Linked DNA regions of Callithrix jacchus: region 1 is linked to region 2. A link is a contact called in public Hi-C data. All regions are on one chromosome and are shown on one strand. Each heading gives the region's core, a stretch centred on a gene start, on an enhancer-like site or on the middle of the called end of the contact. The rest is flanking DNA. Distances are from core to core; before and after follow the strand shown. Region 1 holds the start of CLSPN (claspin). Region 2 holds the start of TFAP2E (transcription factor AP-2 epsilon).

Region 1 (4,811 bases), core at 2,088-4,587, 200 kb before region 2:
CGGAGGTTGTGGTGAGCCGAGATCGTGCCATTGCACTCCAGCCTGGGTAACAAGAGCGAAACTCCATCTCAAAAAAAAAAAAAGGAAAAGAAAAAAGAAAAAGAAATATACATTCCTGTGGGGCATGGTGGTTCATGCCCGTAATCCCAGCACTTTGTGAGGCCAAGAAGTACAGATTGCTTGAGTCCAGGAGTTTGGGACCAGCTTGGGCAACACGATGAGACTCTGTACCTACAACATAAAAAATTAGCTGGGCATGGGAGTGCACAGCTATAGTCCCATCCACTTGGGAGGCTGAGGTGGAAGGATTGCTTGAGCTGGGAGGTTGAGGCTGCAGTGAGCTGTGATTATGCCACTGCACTCTGGGAGAAAAAAAAGGAAAGAAAAAACATATGCATTCCTGGACCCCACTTCAGACATACTGAATCAGAAACTTTGGTGGTAGGACCCAACAATTGCTATTTTTACCAGCCTTTCAGATTACTCTGATGCATGCTCAAATTTAAGAAAGACAATTCTAGATAGCACTGATACAGAGGTAAAGAAAACAAAGTGCCTATCCTCTTGGAGCAACAACAGACAAATAGATATAAATAAAATTTCAGGCTAAGGTCGGTGTTATCAGGGAAACCAGCACAGGAGAAGACGGGATAACAGAGGATGCTCAGGCAGGGTCTCTTTGAGGGGTATGAGCTCTGAAGTCACATCGAGCAGGATCTGAAAACTGGTTCCACCAGTTACTAGCCTTTTAAAAGTTTGGTTTCCTGATCTTCTAAAAAAGAGATAATAATATTACTTACAAGTTTACTCTGAAGATTAAATAAGATAATGCTAATAAAATCCTTGCAATTGTTTCTGCCACAGAGTAAGGCTTCAATAAACGTTAGCCCTCCACATATGATGTATATTTGGGAATAGATGTATATTTGGGAATCATTGATGTAGAAATTAACAGTAACGTGGATGAAAAGGTGGCTAAACCAAGACACAAAAAGAGAAGTAGATGGATGATGGGCTCCTGGTGGGGCAGAAGTAGGTTGAGAGATGGTGAGGAGGTAAAGAAATGAAGATGTGGAGAGGGAGCTTTTTCTGAACCCAGCTTTAGCTTAGAAGAGGAGGCCAGTGGATTGGTTGACAAACCAGCCATATGGTATGCCTGTGACTGAGGAGGTTCTCAGGATGCGGGACTTTCAGTGCTAAAACTAGGAAAGTCAGACGGGTGCAGTGGCTCATGCCTGTAATCCCAGCACTTTGGGAGGCTGAGGTGCGCAGATCACGAGGTCAGGAGTTTGAGACCAGCCTAACGTGTTGAAACCCCGTCTCTACTAAAAACATAAAACTTAGCCAGGCATGGTGGCGCATGCCTGTAATCTCAGTTACTCAGGGAGGCTGAGGCAGAAGAATCGCCTGAACCCGGAAGGCCGAGGTTGCATTGAGCCAAGATCGTGCCATTGCACTGCAGCCTGGGTGACAGAGCAAGACTCCATCTCAGAAAAAAAAAGAAACTAGGAAAGTCCTGGGCAAGCTGGGCCAAGCTGGCCACACTAGCAGTGAATGTGACCATGGAGGGTTAAATGAGCAATAAATCAATAAATACTCTGACTTTTCTTTCCTGGTGGCCTCTGCTCTCCTTACATAACCTTTACATGGGCCTGACTCAACCAGAAGCCAGAGGGCAAGGGAGGTGGGATAATAAAGTAGAGAGGTCAGCCTTGCCTTGACACACACCAGGGCAAAGAAAGGACAGAGAATTGATGTGGAGGGGCAAAAAATAATGGCCAGCACAGTGGCAAAATTGGGATTAGAATTGTCTTGGATAAACTTAAGCTTCAATTCTTCTTTTTTTTTTTTTAATTTTTTATTGGATTTTAGGTTTTGGGGTACATGAGCAGAGCATGCAAGACAGTTGCGTAGGTACACACATCAATTCTTCTTTTTTTTTGAGACAGTCTTGTTCTGTCACCCAGGCTGGAGTGCAGTGGCACGATCTCAGCTCACTACAACCTCCATCTCTCAGGTTCAAGCAATTCTCTGCCTCAGCCTCTTGAGTAACTGGGATTACAGGTGCCTGCCAGCACACCCAGCTAATTTTTTTGTATTTTTAGTAGAGATGGGGTTTCACCATCTTAGTCAAGCTGATCTTGAACCCCTGACCTCATGATCCACCCGCCTCAGCCTCCCTAAGTGCTGGGATTACAGACGTGAGCCACTGCGCCCAGCCCAGAGTTTCAATTCTTTTCCCAGCCTTGTTTAAAGGTAGAAAGCCCATTAGGAGTGATGAGGGCTTTCTACATCCTCGAATTAACCCTACATAAAATTATAGATTATCCAACTATACTCTTTGGTATCTGAGCAACCTGCAAAACTTTTTTCTTTAGAGACAGGGTCTTGCTCTGTCGCCCAGGCTGTATTGCGGTTGTATAATAACTCACTCTAACCTCAAACTCCTGGGGTCCAGCCATCCTCCCACCTCGACCTCCTAGAGCCTTGAGATTACAGGCATGAGCCAAGACGCCCAGCCCTCTTTAAAAAATAAAAAAGTGGGCTGGGAGTTGTGGCTAAGGCCTGTAATCCTAGCACTTTGGGAGGCCGAGGCGGGCGGATCATTTGAGGTCACGAGTTCAAGACCAGCCTGGCCAACATAGTAAAACCCTATCTCTACTAAAAATACAAAAATTAGCCGGGCGAGGTGGCAGGTGCCTGTAATCCAGATACTCGGGAGGCTGAGGCACAAGAATCGCTTGAACCCGGGAGGCGGAGATTGCAGTGAGCCGAGATCGCGCCATTGCATTACAGCCTGGGCAACAGAGGGCGACTCCATCTAAAAAAAAACCAACAGTATGTTTGTATACACACACACACACACACACACACACACACACACACACACACACATATATATACACTCAATGATAAGTGTCATGTGCAAGAGACAGACCGGATTTAGCTGTTCCAGAAATGAAGTCAGTAGAGAAAATCCCCACGGGCACCCTGGAATCCCTCTGAAGATGTTCAGATACAGGCCGCTCACTTCTTCCTGGAAGACTCACTCCTCCAATAGCACTTGGTGTTTAAGCAAGTGTCAATGGTCAAAGACCACTGCTCCCCTAGTACCTGTGGCACCGCACCCTGCGCACCTCCAGGTGGCCCAGGCTCCGCGGCCAATAGTAGTTACCACCCGCCAACCCAGCCCGAGTTAATATGAGATTGGGCGGCCGGAGGCACTGCGTGATTGGTGGGTAGGATGAGGGCGGGGCATCGCTCGAAAGCCCCCTCTGGATTGGTGCAAACTATCGGGGTGGGGCCTCCGCTCTGGCTGGGCGGGAAAGCTCTAACAGTGCTGCCGGGCTGGAGACGGTGGTAGCCGCTGCGCTCCGGCTGAGGGAACCGGAGACCACTCCATCCCTAGCGGAGCGCACTGTAGTCAGGAGTCATGACGGGCGAGGTGGGTTCCGAGGTGAGTTTATGCACACGCTTCTCACCGGGGCTGCGAGGGCCCGGCGCCGAGGGGTTAGGTAGGGCTGGGGTAGAGCCGGGGCTCCCGGCGTTCACTGCGTCCGCTCCCGCAGCCTCGCGACTCGGCCGGGAAGGTCTCTGAATGGGCGTCCCGTCCCGCCGTCAGGCTTCCGGTGCTTCGGACCCCTTGGCGGTGGAGCTCCAGGTCTCTGCGGCGCGCGGTGCCTGCAGCTCAGTCCATTTCTGCCGCCCGCCCAGCCCTTTGGCGCGTTTCCTGTCGCGGAAGCTCCTCCCCGCAGGGTACCCCGAAAACCAGGAGGCTCTGGCCGAACCGGGCCGCCAGGGTGCGGGGCGGGATTCTCGGCAAATAGAGGGCGAGAGTGTTATGTTAGGGAGCTCCACACTGGGCTTGGGAGCGGGCCTGGAGGTCATCTGGCGCTGGCCCTCCGCGCTTTCCGACGGGGCCCGGAGGGGGGAAGTCACAGTTGGGGCTCCTGGTTGGTGGCTGGCAGCTCTCTGGTGAAATTGGGCATAAAAACACACGTTTCCAGACCTGTGTCCTTTCTGGGGCCGGATTCGGGCAAGGCATTCTCTCCTTAGGAGCAAAATTTAAAGGAGTGCCAAAACCCTCAGTAATCAAATGAAACTCAGATTTTAATGCAATATTTAAAAAAAAAAAATTAATGCAAAGCATTTTATGATTTGCTATTGAACAAAATATCGGACGTTTGAACAAAGACAAGATCCAACCAGGCTCTTGCGGGACCCTGCCTCACTCACCTCACCCTAATCCCGCCCCTTGTTCCAATAAACTTATTTACAGAAGCGGGCGGCTGACCTCATGAGCCGTAGATTGTTGATATTTATTTATTTATTTATTTATTTTTGGAGACAGCGCCTCACTGTGTGGCCCAGGCTGGAGTACAGTGGCTCCATCTTGGCTCATTGCAACCTCCTCCTCCCAGGTTCAAGTGATTCTCTTGCCTCAGCCTCCCAAGTAGCTAACATTACAGACGTGTGCCACCATGCCCAGATAATTTTTGTATTTTTAGTAGAGACGGGATTTCACCATGTTGGCCAGGCTGGTCTTGAACTCCCGACCTCAGGTGATATGCCCACCTTGGCCTCTCAAAGTGCTGGGATTACAGACGTGAGCCACCAAGTCTGGCCTCTGTCGATTTGACTTTTTTTTCTTTTTTATTATTGGCAGCGGTCTCATGGAGATTTAATTTTTTGAAAAATAATTGCATTAAAGTGTTACTTATTTTGATTACTGAATTTTTTGAGACCTGACCTTACCCTGTTCCTGGCCCTGCCCTTTGACATTGCTGCAAATTCCCTAGCAGAGAATCGTG
Region 2 (4,363 bases), core at 1,504-4,003:
AGAGTCCAGGCTTGAATTCATTCGTCTGAAAAACAACTTGAGCTAAATCTTGTGGGAACAGTGCCTGCTTGGGGCACCGCAGGCTCATGTGTGCCTCTGAAATCCTTCCAGCACCTGCCCCAAATGTAAGGAGGCCACCCAATGCCTCGGCCCCTCTGAGTCTCTGCTCCTCTCTGGCTCTTTTTGTCTGTCTCTCACCTTCCTCTGGCATGGCCAGAACTTGGTCCTCAGGCCAGAAAAGGTGCCTCCTGGATTTTACTAATGCCAGGAGTCACACAAATACTCCTATATATGCACACAGAGAGAGGGCTCCCGCATGCTTAGAAATCCTCAGATACCAAAGAACAAAGTGCAGGACACAACAGAGATACCCTACATGTTGAGACCCCAAATGCAGAGAAATGCACACCTATGTAAAGACACATTCACAGAAACAGACACACTCAGACTCCAAGAAATGCTAAGACACCCACGAAAGGAACATTTCAGACACACACAGGACCCTGAACTCACATAGACACAGACACCCAGGAGCAGGTGGGCCCTAACTCAGGTGCACACAGCCTAACACACAGTCTTCACACACCAGCTCCACAGAAAGAAAATTCTGCCAGAGGCCTCCAAGGCCCTGCCGGAAGGAAGGGGAAGAAAGCGCCAGCCAGGTTGGGGAATGCTAAGGCTCTCTAAAGTGAAAATCATTTCCCAAACTCCGTGGGAACAGCACTTCCATTCCCCCCTCTTAGGGAAACAGGGAAGTGGTTTAACTCGTTCTGCAAATCACCTCCAGATCCATTAAGAGCATCCTCCCCCTCGGTGGAGAGAGGCCAGACTCCCAGTGCTGCAGCCCAGTAAACACTGACCTGCTCAGGCCCACCCCAGGCTACAGGGTGCTGGGCAAACTCATCAAGCTCGCACCTCTGCCCAACCTCTGGTGGACAGACAGCCTGGCAACACACAGGAGACACAGCAGGTGAAGAAAATGGGTCTGTGCACTCGGGGCCTGCACCATCTTGCCCGGCTGTACCCTGACGATGCACACCATTCCTTACCTTTCTTGATCACGGACTGGTCTAGGAGGCTCATTCCAGGATCATCCATCTTCTGCAAATAGGAGAGGGCGGCGGTGAGGGCGCATAAAGACCTAGTCGTCCATGGCTTCCCAAGACCCGGCGACCCCAGGTCCCGGTCTGCTCGCACAATGCTCACCACCTCCGCCTGGGGCGGCAACGGACAGTCCCAGGAATCGCCAAGTCTAGGCACCGAGCTAGAGCCGTGAGTAACTCACCGTGCAGTGCAAAAAGGGAATTTTGAACCTTAAACTGGTAACTATTAGGCCTCTCTTCGCCCCAGGTGCAGGCTGCCCCATGGACGCCATACGTGGCTCAACGGCCCAGCGGGGAGAAAAGAAGCGATTCGGTCCCTGCCGAGGGTCGCCGCTATTAAGGCGGTGGACTCGGTGCCGGCGGACTCAGTGCCAGGCAGCCTTGATGGCCAGGCACCGTCTAACCCAAGAGATTGGACACATCCTCCGAGTCACCAGTGAGAAGTGGCGAGCTGGGAGAAAAGTCGGGTTCCTGCATTTGCCACCTTCTGCCTCCAGCCAAGGTACTAAACCACCGCGGCCAGTCCCGATCCATCCCGAACCCCTCGGGTCTCACCTGCAGGTCCTCCAGACCGGACGCCGCCGCCAGCCCTGGAAGGCCGAGCGGTGCGTCTGCCAGGCCGTGCGCGCCGTCGGCCAGGCCTTGCAGGAGCCGGGGCACTGCGGCGGCGTAGTCACGGCGCGGGTCAAGGCCCAGGGCGCGGGCAGGCGGTACCAGCAGGCCTGGTGGCTCCTCGTGGGCGCGGGCGGCGGCGCGGGGCGCGGCCCAGGTGGCCTGAGGAGGCTGAGGCTGCGCCAGGGGCGCCAGGCCGCCGTACGGGTCTCCTGCCAGGTGGGGAAAGGCTGCGGCGGCGTCGGACGCCTGGCTGTAGGGCAGTGGTGGCTGCGGGTAGGGTGGCGGGAAGTAGGGCGGCTGGAATTCGGCGGCAGCTGCGGCGGCCGGCGTGTGGCAGAGAGGGGGCGCCGGCCCGTAGGCCCCCTGGGGCAAAGACGACAGGCGGGCCCCGCCAGCCGCTGCGCCCAGCCCCTCAGGGCGCTCCTGGGGAAGGAGATGGTGCATTAGGTGACCCGCTGGAGCTGAAAGGACCCCAGCCCGAAAGGATCCTCCTCAGCTTGAAGGGTCCGGCTGCCGTCCATCACCCTTCCTGGGGCCCGAGGTTATTTCCAAGCCACTCGCGGCCGCAGGAGCCTCAGGCTGGGGACAGCGGTCACTTGCGCCTCGAGTTTTCAGCTGGCGGAGTCCCTGAGGCCCCTTCCCTCCGAGATTTCGTTGGCGCGGGGCAGGAGGGTTGGAAAGTCCAGCACTCAGGCGCCCCAATCCCCCAGCCTAGTATGCCCGGGGCCCCGAGACTACTCACCATGGTGGAGTAGGGGTGCACCAGCATCGGGCGGTGAGCGCGGAGCTCGAGGCGTGACGGCGGCAGAGCCCTGGCCCGACGGCAAGAGATGCGGGCAAAGGCGCGGGAAGCCGGCACAGCCGGCGGGGGTCGCGGTGCGGGTAGCTTGGGTGCGACCCAGCCGGTATCCTAATGGGCGTGGGGTCCTCAGCTGTGGCCGTCCCCGGACGGGTCCATGGAGGCGGGACAGACGGGCACTGATGGCACTTAGAAAAGTCGGTCAATGGGTGCCCAGCGCCCGCCCTTCCTCCTCTGAGCTAAGCCTGCTCCATGCACTCCAGTTATAGTGGCGGGGGCGCGCCGGGCCTCCGGGGGCGCGCATTAAAGAGACAAGCTATGGCAGTTCTCTCCCTTTTCCCCAGCGGCCACCAAAGGGGAAGCGGTGGCTTTGGCGGTGGGATCGGGTAGGGTGGGTAGTGGGGCGTGAATTAGCTCACGTTGATGTGAGCCGCCTTCTGGGCTGGCAGCTCGCAGCTGCAGTGAAACAGAAAGATTCGTGGCTGGGACGCAGGGGCCCTACATTTGCTCGGCTCTATCACATCCTTTCCTTTAAGCAAAGCACTATTCTTTGCTGGCCTCAGCTTCCTCTGTAAAATAGGTATCAATCCTTTGTCTAAGAACCTCAAGAGACTTTGGATGAGGGGGCAATTATGAACGTGGAAGAAGTTTGTGAGCTGCAGACTCAAGCCTATCTGCTCATGTGCACATGTGTGTCAGTGTTTGTGTGTGTGTGTAGGGGGGCTACCATCACAGTCTCTCCTGAATGGATTAAAATCCCTCTAAGGTGCCCACTTCACTCACGCTTCCTGGGCTGAAAACTTCCAATGCCAAGCCAGGCTCTGAGACAGTTGGAGACACAAGCTGGCCAGACAAAGTTGCCTGGGATAGGTTTCAGTATAAGCTCCACCTGACCAGGAGCCAAGGTGTTTCTGAAGCCACAGGGGCCTGGGCTGATTGAGTGTGGTCTTGAGATACCCAGAGACTGTTGAGTGACTGTAACTCACGGGGGTGCTGTGTGATTGTTACACTAACATGCGCAGGCTACATGTTTTTGTGTTACCATGGCAGGCACTCCCTGGCTGTCAGGCAACAAACCCAACCTTCCCCTCCTGAGAAGCAGAGACAGGGATTAAAGATGAACAAATGAGAGGGAAATGCTAAGGAGAATGGGAATTAAGAAAGAAGAAAGATGTTTCTAAAAGCAAGAAGATGTGTAGACCAGGGCAAAGTAGAAATAATCACAGCAGACTTATTACAGAATGTGACAGCCTCTGTGCAAAGTGCTTCACAAATTTTGGATTATTTAACCCTCACAGCAGCTCTATGAGAGAGATACCCATATCATCCCCATTTTCAGGGGAGGGGTGAGGTTAAATGTCTTGCCCAAGGTCAAGCAGCTAAGTTAAGTGGTAGAGCTGGGGTAATCAGCCCCTGGCTCCTCTCTGCTCAGAATCGCTATTATCTACTGCCTCAGACTCAGGGGCTTAGGTTTAGTCCTAACTCCGAGTGACTGCGTGAGCCTAGCTACGTCCCATTTCCTCTGTGATCTCAGTTTCTGCAACTTCCAAAACACCAATAAAAAAGGAGAGGAAGGCAGAGAGGACTAGTTGTTTTTTTGGTTCATTTCTAGTAAAGTAGTAAATGAGATTAAAGTAAAATTATTGATATAGAGGAGGTGATAGTGACACCATTAACTCATGGAAAGTATGATTCCAAGTGAGTGTCCCAGAAGATGCATGACAGGTCCAGAGCTCAGGGCTGGATGATCTCAGCCAGGGGAGCGATGGAGAAAGAAGGAGGCTAGAAGCCAAAGATTCATCATTAAGAACTTTCCGAAGTCTGGAACTGCCAGTGAGGGTGGTGG

The links. Hi-C and Micro-C count contacts between places; a contact is called where the count stands out from the background.
Region 1: a Hi-C map of induced pluripotent stem cells shows a contact between it and region 2, with 2.1 times the contacts expected there. The contact joins the promoter of CLSPN here to the promoter of TFAP2E in region 2. A contact is called at or near these places in 2 of 3 Hi-C or Micro-C datasets (induced pluripotent stem cells and skeletal muscle).

What each region holds. Positions count from the first base shown.
Region 1 is chr7:72,352,699-72,357,509 of calJac240_pri, reverse strand. It overlaps CLSPN (claspin), which reads left to right and starts at 3,337. Exons shown (of 25, transcript XM_002750609.6): 1 at 3,337-3,457. The coding sequence starts at 3,434.
Region 2 is chr7:72,157,475-72,161,837 of calJac240_pri, reverse strand. It overlaps TFAP2E (transcription factor AP-2 epsilon), which reads right to left and starts at 2,753. Exons shown (of 7, transcript XM_035250784.3): 1 at 2,461-2,753; 2 at 1,659-2,141; 3 at 1,050-1,101. The coding sequence starts at 2,487.